Regions from separate parts of the Oryctolagus cuniculus genome. Here region 2 is linked to region 1. Evidence: chromatin contacts called from public Hi-C data. All regions are on one chromosome and are shown on one strand. The core of a region is the stretch at or near the end of the contact, and the rest is flanking DNA. Distances in the headings are between cores, read along the strand shown. Region 1 has its middle 56 kb from the start of CLHC1. Region 2 overlaps EML6 (EMAP like 6).

Region 1 (5,125 bases), core at 1,947-4,446:
GGACTTGGGCCATCTTCTACTGCCTTCCCAGGCCATTGCAGAGAGCTGGATTGGAAGTGGAGCATCTGGGTCTCGAACTGGCACCCATATGGGATGCCGGCACCACAGGTGGTGGCTTTACCCACTACTCCACAGCGCCAGCCCCACCAACCACTTTTTTAAAAGACCAAAAATTCCTACTTTTTATGTGATTGGAATTTTGTTGCTAAAGTATAAAAAATCAAAGTATTAGTCTGTTGGTGTTTTGTTTTCGTTTATTTGAGAAGCAGAGAGACAAGAGTGCCAGGCCACTGGTTTACTCCTTGAATGTCTGCAGCAAGCCAGGAGCTGGGGACTCTATCTGACTCTCCCACATGGGTGGAAGGAACCCAACTGCCTGAACCTCCTAGGATACGCATTAGCTGGAGTCAGGGATTAGAGCTAGGTATCTGATGATAGAACAAAGGTATCTTAACTACTAGATTAAATGCCCAACTTTTTTGTTTTTAACTTTTTGCATTTCATAATCTCATAAATGTCTTTCATTCCTTCTGGGGAAAAAAACAGCATTTGACCAAAATAAAACCATGTAGCACTACTGAACATACAGAGTTATCAATTAGTAGATATAATTGGTTGTGTCCTTTTTTCTTTTCTTTTTATTTATTTGAAAGGCAGAGAACCAGACAGACAGACAGCTTTTCTACCTGCTAGTTCAATCCCTAAATACCTGCAGCAGCCAGGGCTGGGCTAGGCCAAAGCCAGGATCCTGGATCTCCATCCTGGTCTCCCAAAGGACAGCATAGACCCTAGAACTTAATCCTTTACCTATTGCTTCTCGGGATGCACATTAGTAGGAAGCTGAAATCAGAACAGAGACAGTACTTGAAGCCCAGCACTCCTGTATGGAATGCAGGTAAGCCACGTCTTACCTGCTGAGCCAAATGCCCACTGCTATTATGTTCCGAATTAAAAAAAATATATTCAAGGTTCTGGCATTGTATGAGTGCCAGTTGAAGTCCCAGCTGCTCCACTTTCCATCTAGCTCCCTGCTAATGCTCCTAGGAAGGCAGCAGAAGATGGCCCAAGTGCTTGGACCTCTGCCACCCACATAGGAGACCCAGATGGAGTTCCAGGCTCCTAGCTTTGGCCTGGCCCAGCCCAACCACTATGGCCATTTAGAGAGTGACCCAATGGATGGAAGATTTCTCTTTCTCTCTGTGTGTATCTTTTCCTCTCTCTCTGTAATAATTCTGTCTTTCCAATACATAAATAAGTTTTAATATATATATTCACTATATAGTGAAGATACTATTATTCATGGAATATTGTCTTTTTTTCATCAGCTATCTCTAGGCACTCTCTCTATCTTGGGAATCTGTATTCACTCCTTGATGTTCTTTTCTTAGACTCCAAACAAAAGGTCACTCAGAAGTACGTGTAGAGGTCAGGGACTACTGTAAATGAGTGGAATGGATCACATTTAGATACAGGGGGATCTGAGGACTTTAAACAGTGGCAATTTTGGCAAGTGCCAACAGTTTTTATAAAGTTGGACTATAGATTTGTGTTATCCTCTCAGAAGATGGAAATGTAGATTTGATGTGAGCAGTCCTGACTTTCATAGTACTTTGTGGGCCAAATAGACTGTATCTACAGAGCAAATTTAACCTGTAGGCCATCAATTTGATATCTTGGTCCTAAACTCAGGAGGCCAAGTTTAATTTCTTGTTTCCATCAATTTTAAATGAAGCCTTTTTTTTTAGTGGATAAAAGAAGTAAAGAATTATCATGCTTTCTCATGCAATTATCATGCTTTCTCAGAAAGAGCGACAGAGTGCCTCATCTATTGATATGCTGGTAACAAAAGGGACAATAGCTAGTATAGCTAATATGTGTATTGCCAGTCCAATATGGAGGTCATTGTAATTTCTAATGCAGAGAAACTCGAAAGGCAGCACAGATACAATCTCTGTGTAGAAAGATTCATGTAATTTTGACACCTTCTTCCACATTAAGAATTACTCTAGGTGATAGGCATGTGGTGATGTCAGTTAAGACTCCGCCTGGGACGCCTGCATCCCATATGAGAGTGCCTGGGTTTGAGTCCTGGCTCTGCTCCCTGTCCAGCTTCCTGCTAATGTGTACCCTGAGGCAGCAGGTTGTGGCTCAAGTGGTTGAGTCACTTGCACCCACATGGGAGATCCAGATTGAGTTACAGGCTTCTGCTTGGCCCAGACTCTGGTATCGCAGGCATTTGAAGAGTTAACTAGCAGGTGGAAGATCTCTGTCTCTCTGTCCTTCAAGTAAAATAAGTATTTTTAAAAGAATTAATCCATCAGTATTCTTCCCCAATGCTATTTCCATAAAGATGGGTAAGAAGCAGTGTAATGTTTTTCAAAAGAGTGCATTTTAAAGATTTCTCTACATGGGTCCTTATTTCTATCAGTTACCTTTCGGTGGGAACCCCATTGTGCTGTGGGGGGTTGCCATCATCACTCTGTTCTGCCTGCAGCGGTAGTCAGCACCAAGCATTTTCAGTCCTGCACAGAGTGCAGCCCCCTCTTTCAAGATCTCATGGGGATCAATGTGTTAAGGCGGCTAAGGAGAACCTATCTTTTTCATCCAAGGAGTAATTGCATGGGTTGTATTCTGTTACCTTGTTTTCTTGGGTTTGGTCAAAAAGGTAATATAGTAGCTTTAGTTGCATTTGGGCTTAACATAAAGTGCATGTCACCCTCTGTTATGCTTTGAATGTGTCCCCCAAAGTTCATGTGGTAGACGCTTGATCCCCCAGTTCAGCATACTGGGAGGTGTGGACTAACAGGAAATATTTGGATCCTGGAGCACTGCCCTCATGAATGGATTAATGCCGTTGCCCAGGGAGTGAATTTGTTGTCTCCGAGGTGGGCTGTTCGTCCACGGACACTTTCGGGCCCTTTCTTGCTCTGAGTCCTGCCGCCTTGTGATGCCGTCCACCGGTTATGCAGGAAGAAGGCCTCTGCCAGGTGCCGACACCTTGAGCTTGGACTTCTCAGCCTCTGGTACGGTGAGCCAGCACATTTGATTTTTTCTTAGTTATCATGCAGGAGGCATTCTGTTCTCGCTGCACAAAACAGACCAAGACACTCCAGCTCTTCGTTGTACATAGATGGAGATACCTAAAACAAAACCATCATTCGTTTTCTCCTGGAACTCTTCCCTCACAACTTACAAGCACACATTTTAAAAGCACAGACTCAGTATGAGAATGTACATTTTTGGAAGCAGCCTCCACCAGTGGGGCTGAATTATGCAAAATCTTGGCCAAGTTTCTTTAAGAGCTAGGCATTTATATGTTAATGGTTGTAGATGTTTGAACTGTAGGCTTTGACCAATTCCTTTGATTGATAAGCAAACAGGTTATAAATCAGTCTGAAAAATCTGCGTGGTATTCTTACTCAGCCTCCCTAAGTGAGCATGTTGATAAATTACTGAGCACTCAGAGACAGGCTGTGGTGATACTACGATGGTAACGAGGGGGACAAACGTCAGTGGGTCCCCAGTGGCCTTCCAGTCTGCAGAACGGAGGCAGGTCCTCATTCTGGCACCAGAATGACTTTGCTTGTCTTCCTGAGGGCACAGAACAGGGGACTGACTGTCAAGGTTGTTCCATCTAGTCTCTTGCTCAAGTGGTTCTCTCTAAAGATGGAGAAAACTCCTTTAGGCTGTTTGTATCTATAAATATTCTCTTATATGAAAGTTTCCTCTACCCTCTGAGAGTGCCTTTCCAGGTCTCACATAAACACGGTGGTCTTCAGTGCAGGAGATGGTCTCTTTGCGGACCATATCTGGAAGGAATGGGAGATTATGAGGAGTTCCTATCACCAGAAAAAGGCACATACATTAAGGTCAAATGATACATCAATCAGACATTAGTAAGATTATAGCAGCTTTTACTCTGTGACATGTAATTCATGAAAAATTGCTCATAAATGAACATTTTATAAGTGGAATTTTATAAATCATAATACCATTGAAGCAGTCAATTTGAAGAAATCTTTCTGGGAATGAATAACCCACTGCTAGTGTATCTGCCTGGTGAATGGTAGGATTGCCTAGTGCAAGGTATGCCCACGCATGCAGGGCAACAGCAGGCACCACAGATACTTGCTATATTCGTGTGTGCCTAAATGCTAGTGAGAGCAGTGGAGGTAGTTCTGAGACTGCACAGCAAGAAAACTATTATAAATTTTGAGCACGTATTAATAATGAAGACAGAAGAGTAGAAAGGTGCTCAGCTTTGGAATAAAACAAAAGCACAACCACAGTGCTGCCTTTGAGTGTATAAAGGCCCTCACAGTAAACATGAATCAGCTTTACTCTACATGAGCCAAAGAATTGAAGAACAGACGATTTCTGTCCGAGACAGTGATTTGCTGATGGAGGAGGTTATGAAATTTACTCATATCGGTTGAATAAGGCAATGTGGAGAAGATAAACTTGCTGCCATTCTCTGTTATAATTATGGTAGCTTCCTGGTGTTGAAAGAGGAGTCCGTACAAAAGATTCCTAAGATGTTCTTTTTATTAAGGCCCATGCAACATCCAAAATTACTTAATTCAACAACCGTTTCCTGATTACCTTCTAGATGGCAAATGAGACATCCTATATATCTTGTGGTTACTTGCTGAACAGGAAGTAAAAGTTAAACACAAATGATCGTTAATACAGTATGTTAAGAGGTAAAATGGAAGAATCATAACAGGACAAAGAATTTTCTTTGCTTGTATGCATTTACTAGGATGTAGTACCAATTTCACTCAGTAGATGGCAGAAGAGATGCCAGCAAGACAGCAACTTGAATTGTTTTTCTCGGGTCATTTTGTGGCTGGTCATAGTTTTGAATACGGCATTATAGATGTTAAGACTTGTGCAGCTCCAGGACCATTCTTGAGAGGTGTGTATCCCCAGGAATATGACCGTTTAAGGAAAAAATCTTCTACATTATAACATTTTTTAAAGATTTATTTATTTACTTGAAAGTCAAAGTTACACAGAAAGAAGGAGAGGCAGAGAGAAAGGAAGAGGTCTTCCATCCACTTGTTCACTCCCCAGATGGCCGCATTGGCTGGAGCTGCACTGATCCGAAGACAGGAGCTTTCTC
Region 2 (5,125 bases), core at 726-3,225, 250 kb after region 1:
CGGAAAACAGCCCAAGTCGTTGGGCTCCTGCACCCACATGTGAGACCTAGATGAAGCTCGTGTTTTTGGCTTGGCCCAGCCTCGGCCATTGCAGCCACTTGAGGAGTAAACCATCAGATGCAAGCAGTAGCACCTGGGCCTCTATACCCACGTGGAAGAAGCTCCTGGCTTTGGACTGGTCCAGCTCCAGCCATTGAGGCCAACTGGGGAGTGAACCAGTGGATCGAAGACCTCTCTCTGTCTCTCTTTCTCTGACTCTAACTCTACCTCTCAAATAAATAAACAAAATCTTAAAAGAAAAGCCAGGTACAAAAATGACAAGCACTGTAGGATTGTTTCCTATGAGGCGTACCCAGAGTAGTGCTTTAGAGACAGAGCAGAATGGTGGTTTATAGGACTGAGGGACTGGGAGTTACGAAATAACAACTGGGTACAAGTTTTCAGTTCTACAAGATGAAAAGAATTCTGGACATGGATGGTGGTGGTGGTTGCTTACCAGTGCAAATGTGCACAAGCCCACTGAACTTACACTGCAAGATGGTGAATTTTATTATGTATATTTTACTACAATTAAAAATGATTTTTAAAAATCTTCCCAAAGGAAACTTTCTTACATCCCACTTGCTTTTGCCCTTCATTCCCTAATAGAAGCCATAACATGAGGGGGTATTAACTACTTAATAGTCATAGTGTTGGAGTTTCAGATACTGTGCCATGTACTGTGTGTATGTATGTTGTTGGTTCCACATAAGACTCCCCATAATTCATTCCACCCAGTAAGAGAATAAATTCAAACTGGTTGTGTGTTTATGTTTTTAAACAACAAACCAGAAAGTATCAAAGAAGGAGTTTGAGAAGCAGCTGCTTCTATCCACGCCACCCCTGCCCTGCCCCTGCCATGGCCTCCCCAGTTTCTAGGCATGCTCTAGTGGCCACAGCCCTGCCTGATCTCAAATGCCAACTTCAACTGGTGTGACCCTGACATGAAAACCAGAGGGACTTGACCTGGCTTCCCTGGCTCCTGTTGGGACCTGTACTTATAATAAATTGCATGCTTCTCCCCTACCATTTATTCCTTTCAGCAAAACCTCTGCAGGTTGTAAAGCTCAAATACAACCCAGATTCCAGGCTGGCACGCACAGCTGTAACTAAAAACCCACCTGGTGGAAGGACTGCCAAGCCCTAGTTTGTGGCCAATGCTTCGAAAAATACTTGAAATAAAAGTTCTGGCATCTTGGGGTGGGCGCCTGTGGCACAGTGGGTAAAGCTGCTGCCTGCAATGCCGGCATCCCATACGGGCACCAGTTCGAGTCCCAGTTGCTCCACCTCTGACCCAGCTCTCTGCCATGGCCTGGGAAAGCAGCAGAAGATGGCCCAAGTTCTTGGGCCCCCGCACCCGCATGGGAGACCCAGAAGAAGCTCTTGGCTTTGGATCGACCAGCTTTGGCTGTTGCGGCCATTTGGGGAGTGAATCAGCGGATGGAAGATCTCTTTCTGCCTCTGTAACTCTGGAAAAATGTTCTGGAGTCTGAGCTAACCTCATGGGGCCCTCACCATCTTTCTCTGGCCCACCCCAAGACAGAGGATATGTCACACTGTAGACTCCTTAGAGCTACCCAGGGCCTCACCCACCCAGCACGTCACACACCCCTTCCCCCACCTCAGTACTGCCCATGGCTCAATCTCCCCATCCTTCCCATCTCCACAGCTTCCCACACAGGCCTGCTGTGGCCCAGAATGCTCTTCCTTGCTGGCTGGTGAACTCCCACCCACCTCTCCAGGTTCATCTGAAAGGTCACTCCCATGAGAGCCCAGGGATTCCCCTGGGGCTCTGTCCTCAGAGCTCAGGCTGGCCTTGGTGCTCCTCTACCACTGTGGACTGTGGGGATCTGTCCATTCCTAGGTGCTGGCTTCAGACACTTCACGTGGTCCAAGCCTCCAGGACAGGATTTCAGAGTGACCCGCCCTTCAGCACTGACGTCCCCTCTGGGTACTACATGCTGGCCCAGCCCCAGCCACCTCTTCCCAGCTGACTCACCCACTCTTCTCCAACAGCTTACCCAGCTTCTGCTCCTGTATTGTGTAAGCGCAAGCGTGTCGTCCTCACTCAGCTGTGTACTCGACAGACAGGGAGAACCACCTCTAACTCCCTGACCCTCCATGATTTAAGCGTATGACTACACGCGGCAGAGACTCAGCTTGTTAAAAACAGACACATCCTTACAATGTTTCTGGCATGACTTGGAGGAGGTGTAGCGGTGAAACTTGAGGCAAGCTGCATGTAGCTTTGTATTTCAGCTGGAGGATGAAAACTGCCTGGCACGTTTTGGTCAATCCCCCAGCAGGTGGAGCTTTGGTTGGAAAAGGGAAAGCCATCAGGCAGAGACCTAGAATAAGGACATGCGTGACCAACCCAAAGGTGAGGCAAGGGCGTGCTAGGATGGCCGAAGGCGTTGCGTCTTTCAACTCAGTGGCTTGAACTGATCATGCTAAAAACAGTAATGATTAAGAGACGGAAACACACAAGGGTAGTGGCAGCGACCTGTGTGCTGTAAAATCACAACTGTTTCTATTGTTGTGGGTTCCACTGTCACGCTCTGGGAAGCAGTACATGAATGGACATCGATTATGTTTCAAACGGAAATCATAGTTTGAAAGCCACACGTTACCTCTGCAGTCCCAGTCGATATGTGTAATGTAACTAGAAGCACCTTTGCAGATGCCGACCCTTTTGCTTGTAAGTACGTTGTAGATATCCACGAAGTTATCATGGGATGCCACAGCAAGGTATTTTCCTGTATCTATAAAGAGAAATGCGCAGTTAACACCAAACCATCTCATGTGGGAATTAACTTCCAGAAACTTACTCTTTGCCAAGCAGGGTAAAGAAAACATTTGAGTCCATTCTTCCATTATTTTTCTGTCCCAAGACTGTGGTATTTTTAAAAGTATCTACGTCACCTTTACCTTTTGAGAATTTGATGTCAGAGATCATTTCTTTTCTGTGATGGAAGGAGACCATGTCTTCCACAGTGTCGGCATTCACCACCAGGAAACTCCCATCGTTCAGGCCAACGGCTAAGGCTTTCCCATCAGGGGAGAAGGCACAGCATCTACCACCTACAAGGGAACCCACAGAGGCCACTGCGGTTACCCAGCACTTCACTTCTGAACAAACCAGAGGCAGAGATGGAGAAATCTGCACAGGTGCACTATGCATGGACATGGGACTAGGTCAAAGCCGGGAGCCTGGAACTGCATCTAGTACCTCAGGTGGGTGGCCGGGACCCAAGCACTTAGTCATCTTCTGCTGCTTTTCAGGCATATTAGCAGGGAGGTTGATTGGAAGTGCAGCAGCCTGGACTAAAACTAGTGCTCATATGGGATGGTGGTGTCACAGGTCCCAGGATTAGGTCTTTAACACTCAAGAGAACCAAAACTTCAAAACGTAAAACATCCCTTCTCCCCAAATCCAAGGACAACAACAACATAAAAAATATACTTTCAATTTCTTTAAGTCTATCCATTCATTGTTTAGTAACTGAACACCTTCCAAAAGGCAAATGGGGTGAATGGGAGAAAGGAGTAGGGGAGTGTGGGGAGCAACTCGGACTAGACTAAGTTACTGGAATTAAGACTTATTCTATGCATCTGCTCTCCCACAATATGGCGCTGAGAAGGGAGTAACAACTTCTACGCAGCTGCCTCTCACCAACTTGATTGACTGAGCTGCAGGAGCTGATCTTGCTCCTGATTGGAGGAGAGCAGCGTACTCAGCGTGTGGGTAGCAGAGCACGGATTGGTGGAAGAGGACTATAAAGGAGGAGAGAGACAACATGCACCAGGAACATCTAAGGGGAACATCTGAAGGAACACCTGAGCAGCCCCCGAGAGAGCCGGCCGGCGGTGTGCCGCTCCCCCGCGGAAGTGGGGAAGGTGGCAGGGGGAGCTGCCCCTCCACGGAGGTGGAAGGGACGGTAGCCAACCCGGGAAGAACCAGCAGCAAACCCGGGGAGGGCCGAGCAGACAAAAGAACAGCGCAGGGTCCTGTGTCGTTCCTCCACAAAGAGGGGGAGCGACAGGGGAGTAATATCATCAGTAACTTTGCTTTCAAGAAAGGAGGTGAGGGGATTTGGGTATAGTGGTTAAGATGCCCGTTAGGGGCTGGTATTGTGGTGTAGTGGGTAAAGCTGCCTTGTGTGATGCCAGCATCCCATACAGGGGCTGGTCATGTCCCAGCTGCTCCTCCTGATTCAGTTCCACACTAAGGCTCCTGAGACAGCAGGAGAGGTGACCTGAATGAAGCTCCTGGCTTCCACCTGACCCAGCCCTAACTGTTGCGGCCATTTGGGGAGTGAACCAGTGGATGGCAGGTCTCTCTCTGTGTCCTTCCCTCTTTTTTTAATATTTATTTTATTTTTTTTGAAAGACATAGGTACAGAGAGAGGTAGAGACAGAGAGAGAGGTCTTCCATCTGCTGGTTCACTCCCCAGATAGCCACAATGGCTGGAGCTGCACCGATCCAAAGCAGGAGCCAGGAGCTTCTCCTGGTCTCCCACGTGGGTGCAGGGGCCCAAGGACTTAGGCCATCTTGCACTGCCTTCCCAGGCCACAGCAGAGAGCTGGATTGGAAAAGGAGCAGCTGGGACTAGAACCAGCACCCATATGGGATGCTGGCGCTTCAGGCCAGGTTGTTAACCTGCTGCGCCACAGCACTGGCCCCCTTTCCCTCTTTTTGTAACCCTGCCTTTCAATCTTAAAAAAAATGCCCCTTAGGACACCTACATTGTGTATCAGAGTGCCTGGGGTCAAGATCCAGCTCTACTCCTGATTCCAGATTCCTGAGAGGCGGCAGGTGATGGCTCACAGGTTAGGGTCCCTACCATCCACACGGGAGATCTAGGTTGGGTTCCAGGCTCCTAGCTTTGGCCTGGCCCAGCCATGGCTATTGTGAGCATGTGGAGGGGAAATCAGCAGATAAGAGTTCTCTCTCTCTCTCTCCCCCTCTGCCTTTCAAATAAACAAATAAAAGGAAAAAAATAAGAAAAGTATAATATGTAAGAATGGAAGATCTTAAAACCTCTAGAAACTAGCTTTTTGAGTATCATGCTTGAGATACAGACTT

What was found. Hi-C and Micro-C count contacts between places; a contact is called where the count stands out from the background.
Region 2: a Hi-C map of an unstated tissue shows a contact between it and region 1, with 4 times the contacts expected there. The contact joins two enhancer-like sites. A contact is called at or near these places in 3 of 6 Hi-C or Micro-C datasets (ear pinna, psoas muscle and an unstated tissue).

What each region holds. Positions count from the first base shown.
Region 1 is chr2:147,415,930-147,421,054 of mOryCun1.1, forward strand. No RefSeq gene overlaps it. Among named protein-coding and RNA genes, the nearest start is that of CLHC1, 56 kb to the left of the region's middle. Within about 2 kb of position 3,197, at least 1 of the 8 cell types and tissues checked has an H3K27ac peak or open chromatin away from gene starts, as enhancers often do.
Region 2 is chr2:147,667,201-147,672,325 of mOryCun1.1, forward strand. It overlaps EML6 (EMAP like 6), which reads right to left. Exons shown (of 44, transcript XR_011386640.1): 22 at 2,968-3,120; 23 at 2,670-2,801. Among named protein-coding and RNA genes, the nearest start is that of RTN4, 150 kb to the left of the region's middle. Within about 2 kb of position 1,976, at least 1 of the 8 cell types and tissues checked has an H3K27ac peak or open chromatin away from gene starts, as enhancers often do.